Linked DNA regions of Mus musculus: region 2 is linked to region 1. The links are chromatin contacts, called in public Hi-C maps. All regions are on one chromosome and are shown on one strand. The core of a region is the stretch at or near the end of the contact, and the rest is flanking DNA. Distances in the headings are between cores, read along the strand shown. Region 1 has its middle 100 kb from the start of Tox3. Region 2 has its middle 82 kb from the start of Gm35850.

What was found. Hi-C and Micro-C count contacts between places; a contact is called where the count stands out from the background.
Region 2: a Hi-C map of stem cell-derived neural stem cells shows a contact between it and region 1, with 2.9 times the contacts expected there. The contact joins two enhancer-like sites. A contact is called at or near these places in 9 of 484 Hi-C or Micro-C datasets (cerebellar granule neurons, cerebellum, cerebral cortex and 6 more), 7 of 115 datasets of contacts at active chromatin or transcription factors (PVALB interneurons, astrocytes, differentiating embryonic stem cells and 4 more) and 2 of 9 other capture datasets (embryonic stem cells and embryonic tail).

Annotation. Positions count from the first base shown.
Region 1 is chr8:90,243,278-90,246,291 of GRCm38.p6, reverse strand. No RefSeq gene overlaps it. Among named protein-coding and RNA genes, the nearest start is that of Tox3, 100 kb to the left of the region's middle. Within about 2 kb of position 1,426, at least 51 of the 459 cell types and tissues checked have an H3K27ac peak or open chromatin away from gene starts, as enhancers often do. A contact at or near this core is called in cerebellum, neural stem cells and stem cell-derived neural stem cells, where this site is marked.
Region 2 is chr8:90,657,611-90,660,868 of GRCm38.p6, reverse strand. No RefSeq gene overlaps it. Among named protein-coding and RNA genes, the nearest start is that of Gm35850, 82 kb to the left of the region's middle. Within about 2 kb of position 1,663, at least 15 of the 459 cell types and tissues checked have an H3K27ac peak or open chromatin away from gene starts, as enhancers often do. A contact at or near this core is called in cerebellum, neural stem cells and stem cell-derived neural stem cells, where this site is marked.

The DNA of each region.
Region 1 (3,014 bases), core at 177-2,676:
ACAAATATTGAACAGCGAGGGATTCTAATTATAAATTTATAGGTTTCTTGCTGTAGAGAAATTTATGTCTAAACTGAAGCTTTTCATAAGATGTATTAGTTGACAGGTATCAGTGTTCAAACAGTCTTAGAAAGATGCCTAACCACATCTACAAGGGGCCAATTGTGCTCCCCAAAGAAGTGATCTGCCTGCAGCAGACCCATCAGGAGCGCAGCCAGCGCTCAAAGGGTCTTTGTGAATAGAAACCAGCGTTACATAGCAATAAGAACCATTTGATATTCTGTTGTGGGACCTTTAGACAAATGTCTTCAACATTAATTGCTAAACTACATGTGACAGTAATTGTGTCTTAGTTCTGTAATTGTCATTTTGAAAACCCATGAAGTATTGCTGGGGAAAAAATGTCACTAGTGATGAGACTTAATTGCAAGTGAAGTCTGTTTGCAACTGTTTGCAGTTCCAGGCTGGTGCTGCTATAGCCATTACAGGAGGGCTTTTTCTTTTTTTTTTTTTAATCTTAAATTTTTATCACATTTTATCAAATTATATAAAGCTACTTCTGGTCAATTCCAGGGGAAGAATAAGATAATTTCTACAATTAGAAAAATTAATCACCAGGCAAAGCTGTACATTTAAAACAATAAAGGATTTGAATTCTGTAATGAGTACCCCACTCTTGTTACCAAGTTGTTTTAATCAAGATTCACCATTTATATGAGTGATTGGTTTCTATCTCTGAATTGAAGTAAGGTTTTCGGTACTCATTCTCTAGGAGATCAGAAATAAGTCTGGGCAAAGAAAGCTTGTGAGAGAAACCTAGTACCTGATTGAGTAGAGCCTTAAATTGTCCCACAGACATTGAGACACTTTCTCTCCCCACACCCATCTCCATCGCACACACCTAGTCTCTCCCCTGCTGTGGGGACATTATTTTATTATTCCAGCTAACCGAGTTCCCTTTCTGTGTTCACCTGTATAGCCGTCTGATGAAAGAGCATAAGGACTTTTTCATTTTCAGCTGACACGGGGTCATTAGTTCCTGACTCAAAGAACAGAAACTTAAATGCCTTCATGAGCATAATTTCTGCAATATATTACCACCTGACAGTGGTCTGAAGGCTTTCAAGACAGATGGATTAATATCTCAAGTTTAAGTAGGAGTCCTCCGCTGTCCACTCAGCGGGCTCCAGACGTCTGAATGGTCTCTTCCCCGCTCTCACTTCACAGAGCATTTTCAGCTCTGGACTTCAATCTAACCTTTCCTCCCCCTCACCCACCCTCTTTGTTTGGCTTTTGTTTTGCAACAGCTGTTATTATCGTTTTTTGGTCAGCTGTGATTGCTGGAGGCAAAATAGGACCAGATGGTGTTTTGCTATGCATGAATGGAGCATTAGAGGAGCCGGGGACTGAATAGGCCAAGTTTGAATGGTGTCTATGCACCACCTGCCTGCCTTAGCTGTGGCGTACACATCACAGTAGCATGATCCGGCTCAGCCCTAGTGGAAACGGATGGGAAAGTAGAGAGCTAGGGTGGATTTTTTCCCCATATTTATTGATCTTCCATGCACTAACAGAATAATGGACTGTACAGTCCATTTGAGTTAATTGTGTATGACACAGCATGGATGTGTAACCCATCACTCTGGAATTCTTGTTCACTTTAAGGATTTCATTACTACACACACACACACATACACACACATAGGGAGAATGAAAACATGAAAGTTAATGGGTAAGTAGGCTCAAGTTTAAAAGAATATTATTCTAAAATAATAGACATAAGAATCTGAGGTTGCGGGAGTTACTAGAATATAGCTGAAAAGTGACTTCTTGTCACCGGTAATATGTAGTGAACAAACCTACACTTCTGAGACAGAAGAATAGGTTGTCCCTCAAAGGCTACTACAGAAGTACTACTCAACCAGATTTGAATTTTCTTAGAAAATAGTCATAACCCCGTAAGTTTTTCTCTATATCCTTCAAACTTACCCTCAAGAATACACATGTCCCCTGAATGCTAAAGCTGGTGGCCGAGTTTCATCTGTGTAGACTGCAAGAGCCTACAGGTGTTTGCGTGTGTATGTTATTGAGGAAGCGCTAAGCCACCTGGGAGATGTGGAATCAGATATGCAGGCAGACAGCTCCCTTTGCCTTAGGCCCTAATTACTTAAATTTACTTCTGCAGCATGCAGAACCCTGTGATGGGTCCCAAAGGAAAGGCAGCGATAAATAGCACCTTCTGCTTACTTGGTAGATGTTTGAAATTTTTCCTAATAAAGATTTTTAAAAAATCATAACAGGCCATCCTTCACTGGGGTTTCATTTTTTTCCCCTTGGGGACGGGAAGGTACCACCACCCAGGATGACGAGGTGTGCCAACAGGAGACATAAAACAAATGTGTGCGATTTCCTTTTTATCTGAGCAAATGAAAATTGTCATTAGGAAAGGGAGAGATTGCAATTGGCTAGGGGTAATAGAGAAAGCTGCCTGGAATTACAAATGTCTAGGAGCTGCCTTAGGGATTAGGAGAAGCCAAGATGGAAGCCAAGATGGAAGCCAAGATGGAAGTCTTGACCTAGAAGAGGAGATATCTCCAGCCCAAGGGAGGGCTGGAGAGAAGACTCAGGTTGGCAATATGGGCACTGGGTGGTACCAGTAGAGGAGCTAACAGATGTGGGCATGCATTGTTCACACAGAGGTGAGCAGGAGCAAGGCCAGGAAAGGGAGTTTGTAGATGATCTGCTGAGGAGTTGTTTAACTTGAGTCCTGAAGGTGTTCATGTGAGAAAGGCAGGGCTGAGTACAAAAAGGGCATGACCCCGTTGACATGTAAACCTGAAAGGAAAAAAAATCCCCATTTGAGAATGTTCTCCAATATTTGGGCTTCCACATTGTTCCATGTTCCCACCATTGAAAGAAGCCAAATCAAGGCCTTTTTCTTTTACTTGGTGGTCACAGTAGACTAACCTTATCCTCATGTTAGCATCAAGAGAGATCATTTTTCAAGTCTGCTG
Region 2 (3,258 bases), core at 414-2,913, 410 kb before region 1:
ACAAAAACAACACCCTCCCCTACCCCCCCCCCCCGCAAGACTATTGTCTCTAGGGAAACGTGAGAAAGAAAACAACCGTTATTAACTTACTCATGACTGTACAGTTAAAATGTTTATTGATCTGATAAAACAAAAATGGTTTTATTGAGAAGAGTGTGTGTGAATAAGAGTATTCATGAAGCTAAGGGATGGAAGAGAAGTTTAGTTATCACCGGAAGTGGAGGAGGGCAACAATGCGGTATAAAAGGCAAGACTGGGAACTTCATAACACGTATGCTGTTCATGGTTACTGGGGTGATGGACATGGGGGCAAAGGGTGACAGGTGCTGAGTGTCATGTAATCTTCTATGACTCCTTGACTCTTTAAATATATGCCTTTATATATTTGATAATCATAAAATTAAAGATAGCTTTGTAGAGTATCTGTTGTGTCATGAGGACCTCACAATAAGTTTTTATCATTATTTTTCTTATTCCTAGTGTGCTGAAATGGGCCAGGTGTGAAAGGGAGAATTTTCTTTAAACTTTTGAATTTAAATACTTTAAAATTTTTCTTTAAAAACCATCATCATCACCACCACCACCACCATCATCATCATCGTGATGGACATCCAGGTGCTACAGCCTGAGTATGGAGGTCAGGAGGAAACAACGTTCAAGAGTTGCTTTCCTCTCCATCCTCTATGGGATCCTGCCATCAAATTTAGGTTGTCAGGCTTTAGTGGTATCTTACGGGCCCAGGAGAACGTTTCTGGATGTAAAACAACTCAAGCTGTTAGCTCAAACCCATTTTCTGTATGATGATCTGACTGTTGAACTTCAGTGCAGAGGTGGAGGCCTATGCCCTCTTTAGAATTTAGGAGGATGAAGCCAAGTCTTCTACAACAGATGTCCTCAGTGTGTTTGGGATGCCACACTTCATTTCTTATGACTCTGTTTACCCTTCATACCACTGTGTCAGAACAGCCCAAGAGCGGAGTCATGTGAGAAATCTGACTGCTAGTGAGAAAACTCCAGCAAAACAAGACGAGAGTCTTGTGACCTCGGTTTCTTCAAAACACAAAATTGTTCTTGAAATGTGTTTTTGTGCTCTTCCCAGGTGCAGTGGATAGGAGTGAAGTTACCTCATGTGCTGTCACTCATGTTCCTCAGGGGAAAACATGCTTTTGCCATGTGAGGCATTGTCCTTGTGATTGGACACTTCACTCAGGTGACTCTTCTTAACCCTCAGCATATAAATTGTCCGATGCTCTGAATAAAGTTGAATAGTTGAATCTTGGATGCGACTTTATTTTGCTTCATTTTTAGGTCCTGCTCTCCCAGGTTCATGACACCAGCTAGGTGGGTAAACGGCATTGATGCTGTGGTTATCTTCACTGGGAGGTTGGGGAAGGGTCTTGGAAGGGTTAACATTGTTCCCCATCACACAGTAAGGGAGAAGTAAGACTGGGAGTGGAGCCCAGCTTTGAAAGCCTAAGGCCATGCTAGCTCCTCTGCTCCTCCCTCCTCCTCTCCACCCCCAGCAGCAGAGAGTTCACAGGCACAATCCGGAATGACAGCCTCACAATGGAATCATGCAGAAAGTCCGGATGTGTGGAGGACTGGCAGGGTCCAGCTACATCTGTGTGTTCCTGCCAGTGAACAGACCCTTGGGCTGGTGCCCTGGTTACAGACCAGGGGGCTGTCCTTTTGTTCTTGGGTCTGCAGAGCCTCTACTCTCAACAGTTTAGCACCATAGAGCCAACACACTATTGTTTAATCTCACGGATCTCTCCTGACAGGACAATTTGTTCTCTCTTCACCCTGGAGAGATGGGTGAAGGCTAAATGTAAACAGAATCTTCGTCCTACTCAAAACAAAGTCAGAGCTTTGACTTTGAGCTAAAGATGTCACAGGCCACGGAAGGAAGTAAGACTCTGAAAACCACTGAGATTTCTGCCTTACCTTTGTACAGCTGGCCATACTTTTTTCTTTTTTTTTTTAACTTCACTTCTGTCCAGGTGATTTGGAGCCTACAATGACTGGGAGATTTAGGGGTCCCTGGTGCTACACAAATCTAGATGTCTATTGCATTTATGTTTTGTGTATATTGTATGTTGTTACTGTTTATTTGTCTGAGATAAGAGTCCTGCTACGCAGTCCAAGTTGGGCCCCAGACTCACAATCCTCCTGCCTCAGCATCCTTTCCAGCTTCCTTCTGAGCTTCTATGCGTGTAGCACTCTACCTGCATTTTAAAGGCATATTATAGAAATCGTGGCATGTGCACCAGTCAGGATAAACTTGGAAAGGAGATGGTACCTTGATAAAGGTTGTCAGTGTGCATTTTTGCTGTCTGAACTTGTTTTGTTTTAACCAAGGTGGGTGTAGCAGGAAGGGAACTCTGGGAGAATGGTGAAGTACTTCAAGCCAGCAACAGTGAGGAGCTCTAACCACCATATGCTTAAAGGGCACCAGACCTTCAAGAGAAAGTTATATAGAACAGCTGTCTGGAGTTGCTGAGATTATGGGCAGTGGTGGTGGCAGGGGAAAGGGGAGACAGTACCTTCCAAATGTACTGGAAGGATGGAGCCTGGGAATAAACATTTTCCTATACCTCCTCCTCCATCACCAGCCAGTGCCTCCCCTTGGGTAAACCTGACTAGAGGGCAGAAGGCCAAGGGATACATAATAAAGTCCTATAGGTTGGCTCCCCTGGACAAGGAAGAGGGTGGAGACAGATGGAGGGTAGGTTTGGTGAAGCCAGAAAGAGACACTTAAATTCGGGTTCACCTGTGGCTCCAACTTGTCTGTTCTGGTGTAGGCCCTCTGTCCTGCTTCCTTTGTATGCCTTTGTCACCTTTAGATCCAGTCCTGCAAACGGTGCCAGCTCTTCTCAAGGATATGAGCACTCTCAGCGAGTATATTTTTATTGTGAAGACATCTGCACCTTCTTGCCAGCCAAAAACAACATATGGAAGCGTTTCCCACATTTTCACCAGGGGGCACTCACTCCTTTCCCATGGATAGCTAGAAAGGCTTTTTTTTTTTTTTTTTTTTTTTTGCAAGTATTTGCTAGCCAAAATAGAATCCTTTTCTGTGGGCACAGCGACTGTTGGAACAGCTCTGTCCTAAAGTGATTTCTATGTAGCTAAACACTGTTTCTGTTTGAAAGACGACTGGACCCTGGGACGATTTCTTGGTAAATGTTTAGGGCCCAGCTTGCACACTGCCGGGAAAGTGTTTGGGTCTAAATGCTGTCTTATTCTGCCATTAAAATG